2 separate regions of the Astyanax mexicanus genome follow, and region 1 is linked to region 2. Evidence: chromatin contacts called from public Hi-C data. All regions are on one chromosome and are shown on one strand. The core of a region is the stretch at or near the end of the contact, and the rest is flanking DNA. Distances in the headings are between cores, read along the strand shown.

Evidence for each region. A called contact is a pair of places that touch in the nucleus more often than the background predicts.
Region 1: a contact with region 2 is called in a Hi-C map of muscle, with 2.7 times the contacts expected there. The contact joins the promoter of piezo1 here to the enhancer-like site in region 2.

What each region holds. Positions count from the first base shown.
Region 1 is chr23:28,932,480-28,938,248 of AstMex3_surface, reverse strand. It overlaps piezo1 (piezo-type mechanosensitive ion channel component 1), which reads left to right and starts at 3,370. Exons shown (of 52, transcript XM_049471026.1): 1 at 3,370-3,484. It overlaps cdt1 (chromatin licensing and DNA replication factor 1), which reads right to left and starts at 1,636. Exons shown (of 9, transcript XM_049471045.1): 1 at 1,001-1,636. The coding sequence starts at 1,507.
Region 2 is chr23:28,854,533-28,859,794 of AstMex3_surface, reverse strand. All of the region lies in intron 3 of piezo1 (piezo-type mechanosensitive ion channel component 1), which reads left to right. Among protein-coding and RNA genes, the nearest start is that of piezo1, 78 kb to the left of the region's middle. Within about 2 kb of position 2,659, the one cell type or tissue checked has an H3K27ac peak away from gene starts, as active enhancers do.

The DNA of each region.
Region 1 (5,769 bases), core at 2,121-4,620, 78 kb before region 2:
ACACCACCCAACAACAAAACACCACCACATTCAGACACACTAAAAAAAAGCTAGAGGAGTGTTAAGTGTCAATGCTTGTATTTACCACAACTTGATCTACTTTTTACAACAACTTGGCTGTCCGGTCCTTACAAAAATAGTAATACAAATGTGTGCAGAGTTATATCACTGATGTCTGTGTGAGACTGCATGTATTTAGTCATTAAAAGGCACCAAATGTACCAAAATAGCAAGAAAATAAAAACACTACAGGATCATTCCATTACACTCACTATGTTTTGCAACTACTGCCAGGTCCTTCCAAAGACAGTAATACATAAGAACACGTCAGAAATTAAGCTCTGACAAAGCCGGCGTGTGACCAAGAGCTTGTTTTGCCATATTAAAACACCAAACGTAGCTACTAAAATAGAAAAAGGGTGATTCTACTTTGTAGGATCTTTGAATACCTCACTGCCTTGTCTTTAACTGCAGTTGTTGAAAAGATAACTCATTTCTACTACTTGGCGAAGACAGCTAGTGGGTCCCCACAAAGATACACAAACCTTCTTTACATGACCGCGTGCTTGTTTTTGTCCATTTGAAAGGACCAGATGTAGCTACTAAGATAGCAAGAAAAATGATTGCACTATTTTGAGTCGTGGAAACTACTTGAGTAATAGCCAACCTAGGTCCTCACAGACACATTAACACAAATACTCACTCCTTTGACTGCAGTTGCACGTGTTGAAAAGAAAATTAGGTTAACTACTTTGTACTATTTGGCGAGGAGGGGTAATCTACTTTGTGTGTTGCCTTGTGGTTGTTTTTATCGCTCTGAAAGGACCAGATGTAACTACTAAGATAGCACGAAAAGTGTTTATACTAGATATTTACTGTTTTTACAAGAGAATACCCTACTCAGCTAAGAGCTAGGTCCTCACAAACATATTAATACATATGTATGTATATAGGTTAACAGGTAAAGCTTTGTGTGTGTGTAAGTGTGCTCCAGTCTAACCTTTTCCACTTTAGTGAGCTCCAGCTTCTTCCTGGCCGTGCTCTTCCTCTGCTCGGCCGCTGGAGCTGCAGCTGCGGCTCCGCTCGGTTCCTTCCCCGCGGTCCGCAGGCGCTTCTTGGCGGTGCTGTGCTGCTCCGTGGCGGAGCTGAACACCGCAGAGCTCAGATCAAACTCGGCCTCGTCGGAGCTCCTCTTCGGGGTGCGGGGGGTCACGGCCTCAGGCTTCTGGAACTCCGGCTGGGTCTTCCCGCTCTCGGCCGCTGCGGGCTCCAGGCGCTCACACACCGGATCAGCGGACACGGCCTCGGCGATAACCCGCAGGAACTCCTCCTGAACGCCGCTGAGCGCTTCAGCGGGAACCTTGCCGCGGGTCTGCCGGGTCTCCCTCCGCCTGGTCCCGGCGTCCTGCTGCAGCGGCCCCGCGGCCCTCGCCTTCCGCCCCTTCTGCCCGCCCGCTGCCGCTCTCTTACTGTGGGAAAAGAAATCGGTGACTCGGGCTTGAGCCATATTAATAAAATATACCCCTAAATAACCGATAAATTCAGTTAAAACCAATAAAAATAACTATAAATAAACTGGAATCCCGAGCAGCTGCAGCAGCGCCTGTTGTCTTCTCTGCGACTTTCCCGCGAAATTATACCATGTGACCTTTGTAGGCGGGACTCGATTCAAAGCGCACCACAGTACAGAGCAACCATTGGTCGGCGTGTTGATCAAACAGCCTGTGCTCTACTGCGATTGGATAAAAACAAAGAAACAAAAAAAAGAGTCGCGAAAGGCTCTTTTTTTTGATCATTTCAAGCCGAATACTTGTATTGTTTAAAACAATGGCTTCAGCCATGAATCATCATTAGAGAAAATAACTCAAATTAATTAAATCAATGTAACTTGTAGTGTCGGGCTTTTATTTTATTAAATAAACCGTCCACAATTTCTAATCATTATTAAGATGTTTTCAATGACTCTCTGCTATTGCTCATTTGTATCTGAATAGGAATAATTAAAAGTAAAATCAGAGAACGTGCATTTTCATTTAAATGCATCTGTATTTATTGCATCCCGTCTCGTCATTATTAATATTTTTATATATGTTTTTAAATATTTCTTCTTTTATGTTTTATTGACAAAATGTTTTGACATTTTGAAGATATATAGATAACTATTTTGTGACGTCAGTTTTGTTCCTAATATTGTGCGGCTCTCGTTAACAAAACAAAAATAACATGATTTTATTTATTATTTCATTATATTGTGATAAATGTTGTTGTAGTAAAGCAATTCGTGGATATTGTGCTAAAAGGAACAGTGACCAACTCTATATATATTCTTTAATCTCGTATGTTTTCTTAATAAAATCTTTTAAAGACAAAAGTCATGTACTTTTTTTAGACTGAATATGAATAATTAAGTAAAATGTGAGAAGTACGGCATTTATTTATTTATTAATCAATTAATTATTAATTAATTTATTTATATATAAATATATTTATTGATAAAATTGCATGTGACAAAAAAAACGTGGTTTCTTGTCAGTATTGAGACGGTATTTTTTTTTTCTTTTTTTCTAAGCTACTTTTTTTTTACGTTTTGTTGACAAAATGTAATTTTAAAGATGTTTAGATTCATATTGCTCATTACATTTAAATTTATTTGTATAACGCTTTTTACAACTGATGTTGTCACAAAGCAGCTATACAGAAATGATTACAGGAAAGAGAATCAGACAAAAACATACAATAGAGAACCCCGAGTAACAGAGGCAGGAAAAACTCCCTCAGAGCTGGAGGAGGAAGAAACCTTGGGAGGATCCATATACTTTATGTGGCCACCTCTGTTTTAATTAGTCCTGTTTAAAACTATGTTTTAATTAGTCCTGTTTAATTGTATGGAGTATTTTAAAAAAAAAAAAAAAAAAAAATATATATATATATATATATATATATATATATATATATATATATATATATATATATATATATATATATATGTTTTATTCTTGTTTATATATATATATATATATATATATATATATATATATATATATATATATATATATATATATTTAGGTAAACACTAAAAGAACATTAAAAAGTGTGTACCGTCATTATTTAAAAATAAAGTTTAAATTTTAATATAAAAAAAAGTTTTTCTTCTTGTCTAAGATGTTGTATTTTATTATTCTATTCTTATACCTTTTAAATTGCAAATGGTCATTAAATTGAATAGTTATTTATTCATAGAATAATTGTTTTTAGTGATGATATAATTGTAGTGTTCATTTCTGTAAATTCCATTAAGCGCACATGCTCGCTGTCGCCCCTAGAGGCCGCCAAAAGCGCGCTGATACTGCCCGCGGGCGCCGCTGTGTATCAGATGGGTGAAAGTAAACAGCTGGGGAAAGTTTGGAGGAATGTGCCGCGCGCGGCTGCAGCGTGTTCTGGGAGAGAGGGAGCGATTAATGAAGTAAATAAAGCGATACAACCCGTAAGTACTTCATTTAACCGCTTTATCTCCCGCTGCCGGGCTGTAGGGTAACTGTTACCTGCTGTTTACCGCAGATCCGCTCACTGTGAGCGGGGAGTGGAGGTGAGCTGATCACACGTGGCGCTGGGTTAGGAGGTCATGGGGTTAGTCTGAACACTGAGCGGGTTATTACTGTGAAACACTCCGTGTGAGAGTTTATTAGGGAAAGTTTGTGTGTGTGTGTGTGTGTGTGTGTGTGTGTGTCTGTCTGTCTGTCTCTCTGTCTGTCTCTCTGTCTGTCTCTCTGTCTGTCTCTCTGTCTGTCTGTTTATAAGATGTGTATTCACTTCCTCGTGCAGGTGAACCCTACAGCCCTGTGGATCTGTATACAGGTTTAAAGTTTGGACACTCCTCTTCTAATTTAATGTGTTTTTCACTTTTTATGTTGTTTTTATGTTTTTTTTTTGTACATTGTAAATTTAGTATTGTAGACTATATTAAAACTCTACAGGAACACATGCAGAATTATTCTGTAAACAGTAAAAAAGTGTTAAACAAACCAGAATATGTTTTTATACTTAAGACATTTATCTCTGAGGACAGATCTGCTCACTCTTGGTGAGATTTTAATCTGAGTGTTAATCTCATGAGGGAGAGTCTCCTGGAATAGTTTTCTCAGCGTCTTGAAAGAAGGAGTTCCTGGAGGTGCTGAACAATAGTTGCTGCTTTTTTTTCCTTCATGCTGTGAAGCTCCAGCTCATCCCAATTAAATCACCTCAAATCTCCATCACAGTTCATCAGGTTTAGATCAGGGGATTGGGTCAGGTAGAGGACAAATACTTTTTGTACTGTTTACTACATAAATTCATATGTGTCCTTTAATCGTTAATAATTTTCATGTCTTTAATATTAATCTACAATGTAGAAAATACATTAAATAAAAATAAAAAAAACGATTAAAAAGGTGTGCCCAAACTGGTGCTTGTATGTATTTAAATGACTATAATATTGATATTCACCATAAAACAGAAAATCCAATGTATCTTAAACAAACATTTCTATGTTAAAAAACTGTTAATTAAATACAAGGGATAAAACGATGAGGGAACACTTGTAACTACTGTTTGTTTTAATATTTATTTATTTATATATAAATATAATCTGTGATTGCAGATTTTTGGATTTTTTCTGCAGGTTTTGGGAAGTTAGGGAAGCTTACTCAATTAAAATTTAATATATACACACTCTAACCTAGGAACATCCTAGCAAATACCTGGGACACCACGGCAACCACCCAGCAACACTCGACACCCATTTATTATTATTTTTTAAGTGTAACATTTGGAAAATGTTCATGTGGAAGATGTGAAATGTACCCAGAATTCTAGATTGGGCCGTACACTATAGAATGGGTGATGTGACTCAGGGTACCTTTTCTGATAATTATATTTTTGGCGATATGACAAAACACTAACAAATATTTTGTTACTATCAGAAATACTAACACTAATGCAACAAAATTAATGTTGAAGTTTTCTTTAATGCAAGTATAACAGTTTAAAACATTCAGCAGAAACAAGAACCCGTCCACATTTCCAATATTCATTAAACAATCTTGCAAAATACTAAAGTGAATATTTATTGCATGTGAATTGTGAATTAAAAAAAGACATGCAGATTATGCATATTACAGTAAATAGAAAAACAAAACAAATTGTTGCTGTCCAATAAAAAAAAACAAGTATCTCCATTTTTTTGTCGATTTTTAGTTACTACATAATCTGAACACACAAACTGTCCCTTACACTGTGTAAATATTTCTTGATGAACGGATTAATAGAAATAGTTAAAAATGACCTGAAATAAACTCTGTTTTTTACATTGACTTTCATTGAAAGTTTTTTTCTCTCTCCTGTAAAGCTGCTGTTTATGAGATTATTATATTATGTTATATTATTGAACAGTGACAAAATACAAAACAGGCTGCTTATAAGACAATTACTTTGTTACATTATATATTGTGTACGATATGATATACTTATACTTATATTATGGTGCACTCCTATTGTCTACAGTAATGCTTTTAATGTGAATATCTGAAGATCTGAAGTTTCTGAAGGCCTGTAGAAGGTAGCAGTGCTGAAGTGTTGGTGTAGGTGGTGGTTTCTCGTGTTGTAACTTGAGCCTGTGGTCCCTGAAGGCAGTCCTAGCTCTGTCCTGACCAGCAGCAGCGGCGGCGGCGGCGGAGGCTCGGGCGGTGTGGCACCTCCCTGAAGGCAAAGCCGCAGAGCTGGACAGACCCAGCA
Region 2 (5,262 bases), core at 1,410-3,909:
AGTTGCTGTGGTAATGCAGGTGGATGCTAGGTCAAAAGTTGTATGTTACGCAGTTGCTAGGTCAGTAGTTGTGGTATTTTAAGTGATAATGCTGTGGTAATGCAGGTGGATGCTAGGTCAAAAGTTGTATGTTACGCAGTTGCTTGGTCAGTAGTTGTGGGATCCCAGGTGGTTGTTGGGTCAGTTGCTGTGGTAATGCAGGTGGATGCTAGAAAAGTTGCTGTGGTATAGGTTTCTGTGGTGGTATTTCAGGCAGTTGCTAGGTCAATTGCTCTGATAATCCAGGTGGTTGCTAAGTCAGTAGTGGTATCCTAGGTTGTTGCTGTATCAGTAGTTGTGGTATCCCAGCTGTTTCCCAGCTGGTCAGCAGTTGTGGTTTAAGTTGCTGTCATTATCCAGGTGGTTGCCTGGTCAGCTTTTGTATTTCAGGCAGTTGCTAGGTCAGTTGATATGATAATCCAGGTGGTTGCCAGGTCAGTATTGGTATTTTAGGTGGTTGCTAGGTCAGTAGTTTTTCAGGTGGAGCACACAGGATGCGCTCACATACAGTCATTGGCAGGCACCTATAGTATTTTATGCAGTTTTGTATCGTAATGTCAACGACAGAATCGGCCCTTTATAATTATATCAGTTTCTCACCCTGCCTGACCCTGTATGCTCCGTTTCTCTAAATCTCTAAACCCCTGCATTCACCATCCCCTGTTTTTACACGTCGTCTTCTGAGATCTTCTGAGATAGCTCGTGAATTTTTGATCTGAGTTTGAGAGTGGCGGTCAGTAATGATTAATGCGGCGGTGTTGAGGGAAAAGCTCGGCACGTCTGTCCTGGACTCCTGGAGATCCAGCTGTTGGGCTGAGCGGGGAATGGACTGCAGTGGGTTTACAGACTGGGTCGGGTGGGCTGGAGACAGTGCTCAGAGTGTTGTATTAAATGATGAGGAAAACAGTTATTCTGTTTAATAGTGCAGATTTCGCTGCTTTCCCGAGTCTGTGGGCTCGTAATTTCTCCCTGTGTTTTTATGAGGAGTTAGGAGAACGCATGGAGCTGTTAAAGTCATCAGGCCTGTCAGGAGATTAACGGGGCGGAGCCTCTCCTCCATCCTTTGTTCACTGACATCAGCGACACCCACTGTAAGGAAACCATCATTTATTTACGCAAGAAGGAAACAGTGTGGTGAAACCAAGGCACCTGATATTCTGAGATAAGCAATCTACTGTGTGTACAGGAGTGAGTGTAAGATATACTGTATTTTTCGGATTATAAGGCGCACTTAAAATCCTTTCATTTTCCCCAAAATCGTCAGTGTGCCTTATAAACCGGTTCTCCTTATGTGTGAATTTTACCAGTCAGGTATTAAGGAGCAGTAAAGTCACTCCTCTGAAGCAAAGCTTTATACAGGAGTTTCAGTTTAGTTCTCCAGCACCGGGGCTGAGGTAGCATTAGCATTGGCTGCTAACCGCTATTTCCCAGTTCAGAGGTGAGTATTTTTGGCCTGTAGCCTGCTGCTAACCACGACTAGCCCTGCTGGAGCAGTTCAAGGTGTATTTTTCAGTTCTGTTTACACTAGGTTAAAGTAAAAATCCCCAACTGCCTGGGCGTCTTTGTTGGCTGCAGGTCAGCCAACAAAACCACGGGGTGGATTTTTACTTTCTGAGCCTGGAGTACACACCCCTGTGTGTTTACCTAGGTTTAAATTGGATCTCCGGTGGATTTTGTGTTTCACAGAGACTCTAAGACTAAATCAGTGTTTTTCCTCCACCAGTCTTACACACTGCTTTTGGATAACTTTATATCTTTACTCCTGGTGCAAAAATTAAGCAGTTCAGTTTGGTTTAATGGCTTGTGATCATCCATCTTCCTCTTGATTATATTCCAGATAAAAATCATAATTTTTGAGTGGTCTCTTTTTTTCCAGAGCGGTATGTATTTTTCAGTGTCCAATCATTGTTAATATACATTATTAAGTGAGTATTTATGTATTAAGTAAGTATTTAAGACTCTAAGACTAAATCAGTGGCTGAAGTGCACATAGCAGGGCATTATTACACATGTTGTAAAGTAACATATGACAAAGAATGTTACTTTGACAAAGACTGTTATTAGTGTAAAAATGTCTTTATTTGAAAACGTTGTCTGTTGTCTGTCTTGCTTTCTTCTGGTGTCTCAGTGCTGTTAGCCAATCAGAGGCGATCTGTGTTTGCATGCATGAAAATTTATGAGCAAGAGCTGAAATCCTATCATTTCCCCTCCTCCCACTCCTCCACCAGACTAAAGCAGGGTTATACCGGATCACCGGAGCACTTTTTTTCACAAATACCAGCTCACAGGGCGTTCATTCATACTAGAGACCACAACTAGACATTTTAAAATAAATGAAACAAACATGAAATGAGACCTTTAATGAAATTAGTGGTCTGGAAATTACTCAGCAACCCACTTACTAATATCTGTGACTGGGATAAAGCTGATTTTGTTACACTGAGTCCATATTACATCAGGAAACAGATCCAGGCGTATTTTCACAGATTACTGTGTGTAAAGCCTGAGCGTCGCCCCCTCCGTTCCCATCTGCTGGAATGCGTAAAGGATGAGACCTTCCTCTGAGTTACTGAGGGACTGGAGGAAAGTTCCAGAAAGACGCTGAGATCCCCTCGGGTCCGTCTGCTGCGTGCCCTCTCCTCCGGCCTGGAAGCAGGATGTTGTGTGGATCTGTTATTCAGAGGAATCTACTTAGGAACGCCAACGCGGACATTCAGAACTGTGGGAAGGGTTGATCCTCTCAGAGCAGAACGTTTAGAAGATAAATACCCCAAAAAATAACTAAAAGGTTTATTTAGTGTCCCTTATAGAATTTTTATTAACAATATTCTAATGCATAATGTATTAAACACACAGAGTGATCTATTTTAAGTGTTTATTTCTTTTATTGTTGATGATTATTGTTTACAGCCAATGAAAACCCAAAAATCTGAGTCTCAAAAAAATTGAATATTATATAAGACCAATTGTTACATTTGGCAGTGTGAGCAGTGTGCCAAGTCCTGCTGGAAAATGAAATCCTCATCTCTATAAAAGTTGTCATTAGCAGAGGGAAGCATGAAGTGCTGTAAGATTTTGACTTTAGACTTGATGTAACACAGTGGATCAACACCAGCAGATGACATGTCTCTCCAAACCATCACTGATTGGTGGAAACTTCACACTAGACCTCAAGTAGCTTGGACTGTGTGTCTCTCCACTCTTCCTCCAGACTCTGATCACTTGATTTCCTTTAAATGAAATGTAAAATTTACTGATGATCAGTGATGGTTTGGAGAGACATGTCATCTGCTGGTGTTGATCCACTGTGTTTTATTATCAAGTCTTCTTTTGCTTAGATTAGACAGCTTTTGCACATCTCTGCTGGATTTTCTCAGTCAGCTTTATAAGGTAGAGTCACCTAGAAATCAGGCTTTCAGCTGTGCTGAACTCATCAAGAGTCAATAACTTGAATTTCTTGTCTCTTAATAAAGTGTTTGAGAGCATCAGTTAAAGTAAAGTAGTGAAGAGGTACAGGTATACAGTGAATAGTGAATATTTGAGTATCAAAAACGTTATGATGAAACTGGCTCTCATCAGGACTGCACCAGAAAAGGAAGAGCAAGAGTTCCCTCTGTTGTACAGGTTAGGTTTATCAGAGTTACCAGCCTCAGAAACCACAGACCACTTAATGCTTCACAGAGTATTTTGGTTTGTTTAACACTTTTAAGTCACTACATGATTTCTTATGTGTTTCTTTATGATCTGGATGACTTCAGTACAGCACAGTACAACTCAGGTCTTTTCACACACAGAACGAAAAACATTCTCCTAGTCGTTTATTTTCCATGAGTTTAAGGATTAGGCATGGATTCGGTGATAAAAACAAAAGTCATGAGGTATAGAGACGTTCCATAGCTGTGAGTCATGGTCCCACCGGGCCCTGTTTTATTCTGGGTTGTGCCAGAGCATGCTTCTCTGGATGTAACGTAGTTCTGAACATTTTTGTTTTTCAGCTGTAAGTCCAGTGTATACCTGAAACCCCATACCTCACGCAGTGGGCACACGTATGTCAGCGGTGGGGGAAATACCACCACAGCAGTGCTGCCTCTGGAAAAACAAACAGTCGTGGCAGGAGCTGGTTTCACAGCCTGCTGAATTACAGCTATTCAGCTGATCTAATGCAGGTTAATGTAGCTGTTTCTCCTGTTTCCTGTTTTTTTCACTCACATGGCTGAACATGGAACAGGAACAGGGCAGTGACTGCGTATAACCCAATAAAACCCGAGGATTTGTACCTTTTATTAGTTTTTTTTTTTTTTTTTTTACTAAAACCTATTTAGTATCAGTAACTGTAATAAATAATGCAATATCCATTGTGTATTGTCCAGTGTCAGCTATGAATTGTTCATTGTCCACTATGAATCATTAAGAACATACAGTATTTGTAAGTAAGTGAGAATTTAAATAACAAGAAATTGTCCAGTATCCACCATGAATTATCTAGAATTCACTATGTATTGTTTAATGCAGCATGATGGAGTTAGCCAGCACTAGTCTGGATCACTTTACCTATCTGACTTGTATTCCTTCTGGGATCTAAGCTGCCTCCATCGATCAAATGCATGGCCAGTTATTTACTAAAGCGTATTTGTCAGGAACTGTTATGAATTGTTATAAAATATCCATGAAAAAATTAAATTGAAAATGAAAAAATGAAAAAATTGAATAAAAAAATAATTTTGTCTGATTTTGCTATTTATAGGTTTAGGTTTGAGTAAAATGAACATTGTTGTTTTATTCTTTAAACTACCAACAAAATTTCTTCCAAATTCCAAATAAAAATATTCTCATTTAGAGCATCTATTTACAGAAAATGAGAAATGTCTGAAATAACAAAAAAGATGCAGAGCTTTCAGACCTTAAATAATGCAAAGAAAAACAAGTTTATATTAATAAAGTTTTAAGAGTTCAGAAATCAATATTTGGTGGAATAACCCTGTTTTTTAATCACAGTTTTCATGCGTCTTGGCATCATGTTCTCCTCCACCAGTCTTACACACTGCTTTTGGATGCTGCTTTACTCCTGGTGCGAAAATTCAAGCAGTTCAGTTTGGTTTGATGGCTTGTGATCATCCATCTTCCTCTTGATTATATTCCAGAGGTTTTCAATTTGGTAAAATCAAAGAAACTATTTTTGAGTGCTCTCTTTTTTTTCCAGAGCTGTATGTATTTTTCAGTGTC